2 separate regions of the Callithrix jacchus genome follow, and region 2 is linked to region 1. A link is a contact called in public Hi-C data. All regions are on one chromosome and are shown on one strand. Each heading gives the region's core, a stretch centred on a gene start, on an enhancer-like site or on the middle of the called end of the contact. The rest is flanking DNA. Distances are from core to core; before and after follow the strand shown.

What was found. A called contact is a pair of places that touch in the nucleus more often than the background predicts.
Region 2: a contact with region 1 is called in a Hi-C map of skeletal muscle, with 4 times the contacts expected there. The contact joins the promoter of HES1 here to the enhancer-like site in region 1. A contact is called at or near these places in 2 of 3 Hi-C or Micro-C datasets (both in skeletal muscle).

The regions. Positions count from the first base shown.
Region 1 is chr15:22,976,655-22,982,959 of calJac240_pri, reverse strand. No RefSeq gene overlaps it. Among named protein-coding and RNA genes, the nearest start is that of HES1, 66 kb to the left of the region's middle. Within about 2 kb of position 3,554, at least 13 of the 16 cell types and tissues checked have an H3K27ac peak or open chromatin away from gene starts, as enhancers often do. A contact at or near this core is called in skeletal muscle, where this site is marked.
Region 2 is chr15:23,042,734-23,049,038 of calJac240_pri, reverse strand. HES1 (hes family bHLH transcription factor 1) reads right to left here and starts at 2,968. Exons shown (of 4, transcript XM_002758207.4): 1 at 2,630-2,968; 2 at 2,395-2,490; 3 at 2,063-2,150; 4 at 514-1,437. The coding sequence starts at 2,737. The coding sequence ends at 887.

The DNA.
Region 1 (6,305 bases), core at 2,305-4,804:
TTTGCAAGCAGGCATTTTACATTTTGAGGACATAAAATTCTCAATTTTTAATTAATTTTATTCACATTTTCTGTGTCCCCACTAAGGTATATTGTGTTTCCTCTGTGTGCAGGGCCTTCCCCATTACCTTCATCCAGAGAACCATTCATTCTCCAGGGGTGCCATGGTTTGAATGTGTTCTCCAGAAAACATGTGTTGGAAACTAAATCCCAAAGCCAACAGTCTTGGGAAATGGGGCCTAATGAGAGGTAGGTAATTAGGCTACGAAGGTGAAGTGAATGGATTAATGCTATTATCACTGCGGTAGGTTTGTTATAAATGATGAAGTTCATGCTCCTTTTACTCTCTCTCTCTCTTCCTCTCTTTGCCCTTCTGCCATGGGATGATGTAGCACGAGGGCCCTCGGCAGATGCCAGCTTCTGGATCTTGGACTTCCCAGCCTCTAGAACTGTGAGCCAATAAATTCCCACTTATTATAAATTATCCAAAGCAGGTCAGGTGGGGTGGCTCACCTGTAACCCCAGCACTTTGGGAGGCCGAGGTGGGTGCATCTACTGAGGTGAGGAGTTCCAGACCAGCCTGGCCAACATGGTAAAACCCTATCTCTACTAAAAATACAAATATTAGCCAGGTGTGGTGGCATGTGCCTGTAATCTCAGCTACTTGGAAGGCTGAGGCAGGAGAATTGCTTGAACCCAGGAGGTAGATGTGGCAGTGAGCTGAGATTTCACTCCAGCCTGGTCAACAGAGTGAAATTCTGTCTCAAAAAAAAAAAAAAAAAAAAAAAATTATCCAAATCAAGGCATGGTGTTGCATGCCTGTGGTTCTAGGCTCAGGAGTTTGAGGCTGTAGTGAGCTATGATTGTGCCTGTGAATAGCCACTGCACTCCAGCGTGGGCAACAGGGAGAATCTGTCATTAAAAATAAGTAAATTTTTTTCTGAAAGATTTTAATGTATAAATACATAAATAAAAGAGATAGATAGATGCCCAGTCTGTGGTAATCTGTTGTAAGAGCACAAAATGAACTAAGATAAAGACGCAACATGAGTGTCACCTGTTTAGAGAACCATTCCTCTAGGTGCAGTCTCACCTCTATGCTGCCACTTCATCTATATGTCTCTTAGTGGGCTACGATTTAATTGTCTCTTTATGAATCTTTCCAATCTGTGTGATTGGGAGCCCCAAGTGGGGAGTGTGGGTCTTCCGGATTGTTTTCTCCTTTTTACCTCCTCTGGGTCCTTCTCTCTCATCCCCATCAGCAGCCATGTTAGGTGTCTGGAAATAGGAGGTTCACAGTGAATGCTGATTAAGTTAAGAATGTGGCCAGCTGGTCACGAATCTCCAGGGCTGGCATCTTTGTCTTTTGATTATGTTGTAATGATTGGAGAATAGATTGATTATGGAGTCAGAGGGTGGAGGCAGTTTACTTCACCAACCAAAAGTGAGTTTGAAAAGTTCTACCAGTCTACCAAAGTCAGAGCCATTGAGGATCCAAGCGAGATTCTCTTAGACTTGGAGAAGGTAAAGGTCAGGCAGGTCTGTGTGTGTGCCTGTGCTCCGAGGAGGTGAGAGGAGAGGGTGTGTATTCGGAATGGAATCTGAATTGCATCTAAACTTTGAGACCTAGTTGACAAAGTACTGGCTGGTGGTTAGGCAAACATGGGGTCAAGTGCATTTATAGCTATGTGACCTTAGGCAAGTAATTTCACCTCCTTAAATCTCAGTACTTTTAGCTATAAGGCAGGGCAATAATACCACCCACCTCATTAGGGTGTTGTGAGAATGAAAGGCAATGTATATAAGGCAGTTCTGGAAACATCACAGTGTTTCCAGAGCCCTTCCTGTGCCCAGGGGTCTGGGGAGCTTCACTGTGGGATGCTTTGCGGGTTCCTTGGTTTATGGGATTTGAAGTGAGTGAAGGCTCCCCTTTTCAGTGTTGTTTCTGGCCTCAGCAGTTAGATGCAGTAATGGAGCTGGAGGTCCTGAGGAGTCACACCCAAGCCCAGAGGAAGCAGAATACAGGAATGGTGCCATCTCAAAGGAACAGCTCTCCACCCCAAAATTGGAAGGCCTATTTTTTTTAAGCAGTTTTCAAATTGTTTTTGTTTCTGCCAGATTGTTGCCAGAATGGGCTGTGATTAAGGTTTCTATTGCCCATCCAGTAAACAGTTGTGGGGAGGAGAGTCCTGCCAGAGATTGGCAAGCCCCCTCATCACTGACTCAGGTGAATGGTGATTGCTGAGCACAGGTAATGCTCACTCACACCAGGCTCTGGCTGGAGTAGAGGCATGAGTGCTGCCTTGACTCCCACCAGGCCTGCCATGTCTAGTAGTGGGAGGGGAGATGATGGAGAATACCCTCTCTTCCCCATCTCTTTCGTGGTTCCTATCTGAATCTAGAAGTTCAGTGCCACCCCAGCAAGCCACTTCTCCGAGTCCAGTTTTCCTCGTTGTAAACTGGGGATGCCAACATCTCCCCTCACATCAGGGTTCTTTCAAGAATGTACAGAGTGGCTGGGCGTGGTGACTCACAACTGTAATCCCAGCACTTTGGGAGGCTAAGGTGGAAGGATCACCACCTTTCTCCAGCTTGGCTAACATGGAGAAAACCGGCATCCATTAAGAATACAAAAATTAGCTGGTCACGTGAGGTGGTGCGAGCCTGTAATCCCAGCTACTTGGGAGGCTGAGGCACGAGAATCGCTTGAACCAGGGAGGCTGAGGTTGCAGTGATCACGCCACTGCACCCCAGCCTGGGCGACAGAGAGATTCTGTCTAAAAAAAAAAAAGTACAGAGTGGGAGTCAGGAGCTTTGTAAAGCTGTTGCATGGGCGCATTGTGTGAGCCTGCCAGGAAGGGCTCCCTTTAGCATGTGGGTGCGCGTCCGTTCATTCGTTCATTCATTCATTCATGCATCCATGCATGCATGCATTCAGGCATGCATTGGACATTATGCAGCACCTGGGTGAGACACACACTGAGATTCAATAAACTGCTGCTCAAAGTTGTGTCTAGACGTCCAAGGGTTAAGCCGCCGGCGCGGGCCCCTCTGCGTCCTCCTCCGCCCCCGCCGGGCGTGGGGAAGGCGGGAAGGCCGCGCGGCGGGTGCCAAAGTCGGAACCTGCTCATCGGCAGCTCCTGGCGCTGCCTTGACTCGCGGCCAGGCCTGGCGCGGCCGCCGGCTGTGGAATGTGTGAGCGCCATGTGTCACCGCCCCAGACTGTGGGAAAACGCTGCTCCGCTCACCTCCCAGCAGCTGCCCCGCGCCCGCCCGGGCGGGAGCCGGGAAACAGGAGCCGCCTGCCGCGGAGGCCGCCCGGGGGCACTTCCGAGCGCGCGCCGCCTGCCCGGCCGCCCCCGCGCCAGCCGCGTCTCCCCGCCCACACCCCGCTACCACCCGGCCCCGGGCGCCACCCGCGGAGCAGGCGGCAGGAGGAACAGCCCGGCATGGCCCCTTTCCTGCCCTTCACACTGCTTCTACTTCTTAGGGGACGCTCGTCCACAGACCCAGGCCCCGTTGCTCGCGGCCGCCTTCGGAGGGCCGCCCTCTTCCCGAACGGGGCCGGGGCGAGTGGCTGCAAGAGGCTGCGGTTTGGCCCCAGGAGAGGGGGCTTCCCCACTGGGGTTGTCTGACACGAACGCCTTCCTGGCCCCAGCCGGGCGCCCCGAGGTCAGGCCCGGTGGTGAGAGAGCTCTGAACAGGAGGTCCTACGCTGCCTACCCCCAAATCAGAAACAGTCTTCCCCCGGGCGAGGGAGAGAAACGCCACCCCACGCGCTACCGCCTCCACTACAGCCTAGAGCCTGGCTTGAGTGAGAATCACATGTGCTCAGACATCACCCAGGCAAGGTCTTTGAAGCCCAGCAGTGCGGGGATACTTGCTTCAAGGTCACCCTGCTGAGTGGCGGCAGAGCTCCTGTTGGAATCCACGCTCAGTGCAACTTCTGCAGCACCCAAGCCCCAAAGACATGGCGCTCTTCTCTCCAGCATGGTGCCCCTCCTTGTGCTCCTGCCTCATAGAGAAGTTGGGAATGGGCAGATGGGGGTGGGGGCAAATCATGGGTCTTGGGACCCCAGCAACTTTGCCTAAACTCAGCGTCGTGCTGCGAGAGGTCCCACTCTGTCACCTCAGCTTGATTTTCTGGGGGTGCACCGCCGGAGAGGTCTGGTTGGTGAAACCCTCATTGGATCCAGCCCTCTACCAGCACCCCTCATTTTTGCACCGTGTTCCGGCTTGTAAGCTCCTCTGTGGAAGCCTCCCCAGATTTGCCCAGAGTGCTCCCCCTTTCTCCTGCCCCATTTGACTCTGGCTCCTGTTTATGGCATTTGTGGCTCCCTATAACTCATGACCTACCTGTCCTCTCCTCCTTCCTGAGTTTCCTGAGGATAGAGACTGTATTACCCTCATTTTTGTAGTCCACACAAATAATAATTCGAGGGCTCTGCATATGTCAGCTGCTCTGTTTGTTGGCTGAATGTACCAGCAAAGGAATGTTAGGCAGTTTACCACTGGCTAGGAATCTTACCAGATGTGTGACCTTGGGGAGTTACTTAATCTGAGCTTCGGTTTTCTCATCTGTAAAATGGAGATCACCTGATATTGTATCTAAAGTGACTTGTATAGTAGCTGACACAAAGCAGATGCTGTGTGTGCGTGCGTGCGTGCCTGCGCGTATGAATGATTGCTAAAATACCATAGACCGGTGGCTTAAACAACAGTCATTTATTTTCTCCTGGCTCTGGAGGCTGGGAAATCCAAGATCAAGATGCTGGCAGCATAGGTTGCTAGTGAGAGTGCTCTTCCTGGAGCTGGGTATGGCTGGGTGGGAAATACGTGTGAGAAGCTTGGGATATAGCCAGATTATGGAGGACTGAATGCTGGGTGTGTTTGAAGGGTTTTCAATGCTGAGTTTTTGCCGGATGTGCCTGGAAGTAGTTGCTGAAGGTGGTTTGGGAGTGGAGGAATAATTCCTTTTAAAATATTTTTAATGTGTTTTAGTTTTTAAGTTTTGTGGGTACATAGTAGATGGTATATATTTATGGGGTACGTGAGGTATTTTGATACAAGCATGCAATGCATGATAGTCACATGGGATAAATAGAGTATCACATCAAGCGAATTCAGCCTTTGTGTTACAAATAATCCAATTATGCTCTTTTAGTTATTTTTAAATGTATGATCAAATTATTTTTTACAAGGCTGGGCACAGTGGCTCATGTCTGTAACCCAGCGCTTTGGGAGGCTGAGGCGGGCAGATCACCTGCGGTCAGGAGATTGAGACCAGCCTAACCAACATGGAGAAACCCTGTCTTTATTAAAAATACAAAGTTAGGCGGGCGTAGTGGTGCATGCCTGTAGTCCCAGCTACTTGGGAGGCAGAGGCAGAAGAATCACTTGCACCCGGGAGGCCGAGGTTTCAGTGAGCCAAGATTGCGCCATTACACTCCAGCTTAGCAACAAGAGCGAAACTCTGTCTCAAAAAATATATGTATATTATTTTTTACGATAGTCACCCTGTTATGCTAGCAAATACTACATATTATTCATTCTATTTTTTGTGCCCATGATCCATCCCCACTCTCCTATCAACCCCCTCATTACCCTTCCCAGCCTCTAATAGCCATCCTTCTATTCTCTATCTCCATGAGTTCAATTATTTTAAATTTTAGCTCCCACAAATAAGTGAGAACATGCAAAGTTTGTCTTTCTGTGCCTGGCTTATTTCACTTAACATAATGTCCTCCAGTTCCATTCATGTTTTTTGCAAATGATAGGATCTCATTCTTTTTCATGGATGAATGGTATTCTGTTGCATATATGTACCATATTTTCTTTGTCTATTTAGCCATTGATGGCCACTTAGGTTGCCTCCGTAGCTTGGCTATTGTTACTAGTGCTGCAATAAACATAGGAGTGCAGGTGTCTCTTCGATACACTCATTTCCTTTCTTTTGGATGTATACCTAAGAGTGGGATGCTGAATTGTATAATAGCTCTATTTTTAGTTTTTTGAAGAACCTCCAAACTGTTCTCCGTAGTGGTTGTACTCGTTTACATTTCTACCAACAGTGTACTAAAGTTCCCTTTTCTCCATATCATTGTCAGCATTTGTTATTGTCTGACTTTTGGATAAAAGCCCAACTGGGGCAGCTGTAATTATACATTTATCTCATTACAGTCTTGATTTGCATTTTTCTGATGATCAGTGATGTTGGACACCTTTTTGTATACCTTTTTGCCATTTATCTGTCTTCTTTTGAGAAATGTATATTCAGATTTTTTGCCCATTTTAAGATGATTGGAT
Region 2 (6,305 bases), core at 1,719-4,218, 67 kb before region 1:
GTGCTGGGGAATGTCTTATTTGAGCCAAAGGATTGGCTAATTAATGAAGAAGACCCCAACACTTGAAGGAGGCACAGCAGCTGAAAGTGTTTTTACTTCGGATGTTGGTGAGCTACCCTAGGAGAGTAGAGCTGCAGGAACCACCCGAAACGTGCAGTGGGCAATAGAACTGGATCCAGTAACAGTGAATTCAGTCCTGTTCAGGCTTCCTCAGGAGGAGCTAACTGAACAAGGGCTGCAGACTTACCCAACTGCAACTTGAAAACATTTTTAGAAATCCCTTAAGACACTGACCACAAGTTTATCAGGGAAGTCTTACCAGAGGGCGGCTTGTAAAGTTAATGGAATTTAGTCTTTTTAGTTCCTGGAGGATTGGTGAAAGGTTTGATGGATTTTTAAAAAATGTTCTTTTAATAACAAAAGAGCCAGTTCCTGAATTACCAATTACATGTAATTCACATTCCATCAAGAGCCTTTTTACATATTCTAGAAGAATCAGTTCTAAGACATAAAAACCTTTACTTCTTTCTTTTATTATATTTTCTCAAATAAACTTCCCCCAAGGAAGATATTTTAAGAGCATTTCAGACATCTTTGGCATCACATAAAAAAGAAATCTCGTGTAAAAAACGAAATGTCATCTGTACTTTTATAATACAAAGGCGCAATCCAATATGAACATATAAAATATATACAAATATAGTGCATGGTCAGTCACTTAATACGGCTCTCTCTACGAAAAGTAACTTTTTAGGAATTAAAAATACACAAAGTAACCACTTAATCAAAAAAGTCCTCTTTACTCCCGGTATTCAAGTTCCTCTTTAGAGTCCGGAGAGAAGAGAGGTGGGTTGGGGAGTTTGGGAGGAGGAGTGGCCTGAGCCCCTCAGTTCCGCCACGGCCTCCACATGGAGTCCGCCGTAAGCGAGGGGCCGCTGGAAGGCGACACTGCGTTGGGGCCCACAGAGGTCCCGCTGTTGCTGGTGTAGACGGGGATGACAGGGCCGCTGTGCGCGAAGGCCCCGTTGGGAATAAGGAAGGCAAACTGGCCATCCGGAGCCGGTACCACCTGGAAGCCTCCAAACACCTTAGCCGCCTCTCCAGCCTGGCTGCCCAGCTTGCAGGGTGCGCCGCCGGGAGGGGGCGCCGCGCCCCCGGGGATGGGCACGAGCGGCGGTGGCGGCGCGAATGGCGCGTGCTGTGGACCGCCCGGTCCTGGTGGGGGCGGCGGCGGCGCCTGCAAGGCGGGGTGCGGCTGCCCAGGGTAGGTCATGGCATTGATCTGGGTCATGCAGTTGGCCAGGTGGCCAAGCAGCCGAGTGCGCACCTCGGTATTAACGCCCTCGCACGTGGACAGGAAGCGGGTCACCTCGTTCATGCACTCGCTGAAGCCGGCGCGGTACTTCCCCAGCACGCTCGGGTCTGTGCTCAGCGCAGCTGCGGGCCAGAAGGACACAGACGGGTCACCGAACGGCCCTGGCCCCGTGGCCACTGCCTCCGCCCTGGGAGGTCCCTGTGGCGCGCCTCCCTGACCATGCGCCCGTGAAACTGCCTCTGGCAGGGAGGATTGGATGAGAAACCAGCCACCTCTCCACACAAGCGTGGCAGCCAAAGCTGAGCCACTCCTTCCCGATTCCCTGTCGCTGCATTTAAAACCTATCTCAGCCCCAAATCTGTCACCCCCACCCCTGCGCGTGACGTGACCTTGGACAATGCCTCCCAATCCATCATTCGGGCCTCATTTCCCCTTCTGCAACGAGAGGGAGTGCTAACCCAGTTAACCCCCAGGCTCCATGCAGTTCCAAACCGCCACAGCCCTAAGTCCTTTCGCCCCTACCCGCCGCCCGCCACCCTCGCAGCTTCAACCTTTTTCCCTCCCTTCCGGAACAGTAACAACTTGGAGTTGTGGCTATAAATAAGCCCAGACCGTGGGAACGCGAGAGTGAGCCAAGGCAGTAAAATGTAGCTGAATGCCTCTCACAACCACGGGCGGAAGTCTGGAAGAAATCACCGCGAGGCGAGCGGGACGCCCGCACAGGGGGGCGCGGCAAGCTGCCCTCACCCGTCATCTGCGCCCGCTGCAGGTTCCGGAGGTGCTTCACTGTCATTTCCAGAATGTCCGCCTTCTCCAGCTTGGAATGCCGCGAACTCTGCATAGGAGGAGGCAAGGAAGGAAAGTGAGCCCCGTGTCAGCTGCTTCAGAGTACTGGGGGTCCCTCCTCCCGGCCACGGAGCGCAGACACATCTAGGGACCGCAGCGAAAAAGGCCGAGCCCTCCCGCCTAGGAGAACGCAGTACCGGCGAGTGCTAGAAACCGCGGGCGGGGGGTGTCACTCTCAGTAGCTGAGGAAGTTGTTTTTTAATTAAAAGAAAGAACAGCATTTCCCCACTTACATCTTTCTTGAGAGCATCCAAAATCAGTGTTTTCAGCTGGCTCAGACTTTCATTTATTCTTGCTCTTCGTCTCTTCTCCATGATAGGCTTTGATGACTGCAAATAAATAAAAAAAAATTAGCTCTGAGTTCTCATGGGATATGCCGTTTCGTCCCCGGTTTTCTAGACAGAAAGAAGCCCCCCAATCCCTACTTAATTTTGAGGGGCTGCAGAGAGATACAGGTACCGCCCTTACCTTTCTGTGCTCAGATGCTGTCTTTGGTTTATCCGGTGTCGTGTTGACACTGGCTGGGGTAGCAGCCACCGGGGACGAGGAATTTTTCTCCATTATATCAGCTGGCATTTTCCTTTTTTTTTTTTAATCCCTAGAGAATTTTATTTTTGGAGTTCTTCAAGAAAAATAATTTTGTTTATGTCTCTGTTACTTGAGACCTTCACAAAACTACTGAGCAAGTGCTAAGGGTTTATTGTAATATTTTGTGGCTACTTGGCGATCAGTAGCGCTGTTCCAGGACCAAGGAGAGAGGTAGACGGGGGATTCCGCTGTTATCAGCACCAGCTCCGGATCCTGTGTGATCCCCAGGCCCTGGCGGCCTCTATATATATCTGGGACTGCACGCGAACGGCTCGTGTGAAACTTCCCAAACTTTCTTTCCCACAGTAACTTTCAGCCAATGGGAGGAGGAGACACGCGGCACCGCTCGTGGACCGCGCCCCCCCATTGGCCGCCAGGCACAAGGTCTGGCGGCCAATGGCGCGCGCCTGAGCCTAGGGCACCGGAGGCTACAACGTCAATCAAAAGGATTTTAACCCTTTGCTACTCTCCCTCTGGGCTTTGGTTAAGGGGTTATTTTTTTTTTTCTTTTTTCCGCTTGGTTTTGGTCTTGTCTGTTTCTTCTGGAGCCAGGGTCTTTGCTCTTTATGCCCTCTCTCATATGTAACAGAGCGGCTTTGACTGTAGTAAGTTCATTTGAAGCATATATATATTTTTAAAGTGTTAAGTGCAGAAAAAAATAATAGCAGTGGTTAAAAGCGGGGGTGGGGGGAGAAACGCGTGTAAGGGTGTGAGTTACCAACGCATCTAAATAAGTTCCCGCTCAGAATTTATACATTCAGGAGGGTGAGAGTAGATCATGCAGGAAAAGGGCCAAAATTTTTTTTCCTTTTGCATGCAGAAAAAGGAAAAAATGCTTCTAACTTAAAATGCAGGTTTTTTCGGATAGAAGTAGTCCTTGAATCCCTGCCCCACCCCACCGCCGCCCCGTCTTTCAGAAATTCCTCTTCTGGAATTGGGGCCTTAGACCACGCGCTTCCCCAGGAAACAATCAGATTAATTTCCAACTGGGTGGAAGGAAGTGGTATCTAAAAATGAAAAAATGAACAAGGGAGGCTCTAATGGCAATGCCTCAGGGACTTGCTCCCTCCTTCACCACCGTTTCCCTTTTCATCTGTAGGCTCTAGGTTCTGCGGCGCGTTGAGGTGGCGGGCAAGGAAGAGCCTCTCCCTCCTCGCCCCGCGGGCGGTCTCGGCGCCCGGCGCGCGCGGGCCCTTTAAGAGCTACACCAGCCGAGCTGCAGTTTGACATCAGCCGGCCGGCGTGGGCGCGCCTGGAGCCGGAGCACGTGCCAGGATGTTTTATTGCCGCCGCGGCTGCGGCCGGGCCGGGAGGATGTGTGCGTGCGTGCGTGTGTGTGAGTGTGTGTGCGCGCGCCCCGGGGGCAGGGAGGCGGGGGGCGGCGGCGGGCGGCGGAGAGCGGGGGCCGGTTCCTGGTCCCCGGGAGAAGCCAAGAAGGTAAATAGCAGCTGCTGTGCTCGAGCCTGGGAAAACCCCGCCCCCTGCGCCGGGCCCGGGCTCATTGGCGCGCGCTGCGTGTGTGGGGTGTGTGTGTGTGTGTGTGTCCGGGGCCCCCTCCTTCGGCCCTGTGGGCCAGGAATCCGAGGGGGCGGCGGGCTGGGAGCCGAGCCCCGACGCTTACCCTCCCTCCCTACCCCCGCCTCCCCAGGCCAAGGTCAGCTCTTCCGGGCGGGGAGCGCACACCCCTGGTGGAGAGTGGGGAATTCTTCCATCCCCCCCCACCACCCTTACTTTCGGGCTTGGGGTTTTCACTCGGCCGAAAGCCTCACTTGCAGCAGCCTGGGGACGAGGTGGGGGCCTCCGTGTTTGCTCCGGGCCCCCACCTTCTCCCTCCCCCCGCGGGGCCCTAGGCGCCCGCCGCGGTCACGGGATGCCTGACCGCACTTAGGAAGCGGCCGGGTCAGCCTCCTGCCTCCGCTCGGCGACTGCGGTTAAAGCGGCTTCGCGCCGCCCGTCCCTTCCCCGGGTCCCGGGCGGCCGGCCGCTCCCCCTCACTGCGCCCGGTAGGCCGCCGGCGGGCGGCCGGGAGGAGGCGGGCGGCGCGGGCGGCTGCGTGCTGCCTGCTGGCCGGGCCGCGCGCCGGGAGGAGCCGCCGCCGCCGCCGCCGGGTGCCACGTGGCGGGCGCCGGGCCGGGAGCGCCAGGGCTCTGGCGGCGGCCTCCCTGGGGGATTTGCCGAGCCGGGCGGGCGGCGCGCACTGCCTGGGCCGGCCGGCCGCCTCCTGCCCGCCTGCCCGGGTCGCCGGCCCCGTGCCCTCACACCGCCTCCCCCCGCGCCCTTCCCGCCGCCCGGGAGCTGGGCTCGCGGCTCTAGGCAGCCCGGGAGCCCAGCGTCTTGTTTGATGTGCCCCCCCCGCCCTTTCAGCCCTTTCCGCGTCCCGGAGGTCTGGCGCACAGTTCTCATACACTTCATTCCTTCCTGCCTCCGAGCTCCCCACTGAGATAATGTTGTAAATGATTTCCCCAGATCTGGTCCCGGATGAGATTCGGTGGTTCCTGACTCTGGGTGACCTTGGGCAAGCCCCCCTCTTTCTTCCATTGTGGAACACACGCGCAGTGTCACACACTGTGTTAAACCCTGGGATTTCCACGATGAGAGAGACAGTGGCAGCCTGCAAGAAGTTTACAGTGAGCTGCGGGGTGGACAGACGCTGATTTTCTGATTGATGACCGGACATTGCTTTATTTTTCCTTGCTTTTCTGAGTTAGGTGGTGGCCGGAGAGATCAGGAGGACAGAAACAAAATATGAAACCGCACATGTATGGATAACAGTATTGCTGGCCTTTTTGGGTTTACAGCGGTGACGTTACTGCCCTCTGGAAGCCAACAGCCTAGAGACACATATAAATGTGTACAGCTGACATCTACTGATGTCCCAGTAAATTCCTCTGGGGGAATTCTAGGTTCAAGAGAGATATATGTCTGGATTGAGGTAAAATGCTATGGAGTTTCAGGAGAATTAAATTACTTTTAAGTTGGCGTACCTTGGAAAATTTCCTTCAGGCATTGGCCTATGTGCCCTGAAAAATAAGTAGGATGGGGGCATTGGAAATGTGCTGAGTCATGGGGCTGGAGAGGATGCAGGTACTCATGGCATTAAAGGCCTGGATTCTGGAACTTGAGGTCTTTATTCAGGGAAGATGGTCTGGAGCCGAGGGAATGTGAGGGACTAGAAGAGGCAGCTTGAGGCGGTGTCACAAGCTCCTTAAACGTGTTGCTAAAGGACTTTGGACCTTATCTTTAGATAATGGAGAGCCATGAAATAATCTTGAGCAGAGCAGAGGCATCAGGATTTCCCATTAGAGAGATAGAGCTGGCAAAGTGGGAGAGCGGATTGCACGGTTTGGAGGCAGAACGGGCAGTTAGATGGTTCAGGCTAGTAAAGAAGGTTCCTATGAGGCAGGTGCAGACCAACACTCAGAGGCATCTACATCCAGCTCCTCTGGACGTTGACTGCACACCCTTGGGACCTGAGTTCAGCTCAAACCTGCCTAGCCTTTAATGCAGTGTTCCCGACCTCCCACCAGGAACTCAGGAACTCCGATTTAGTTCCTGA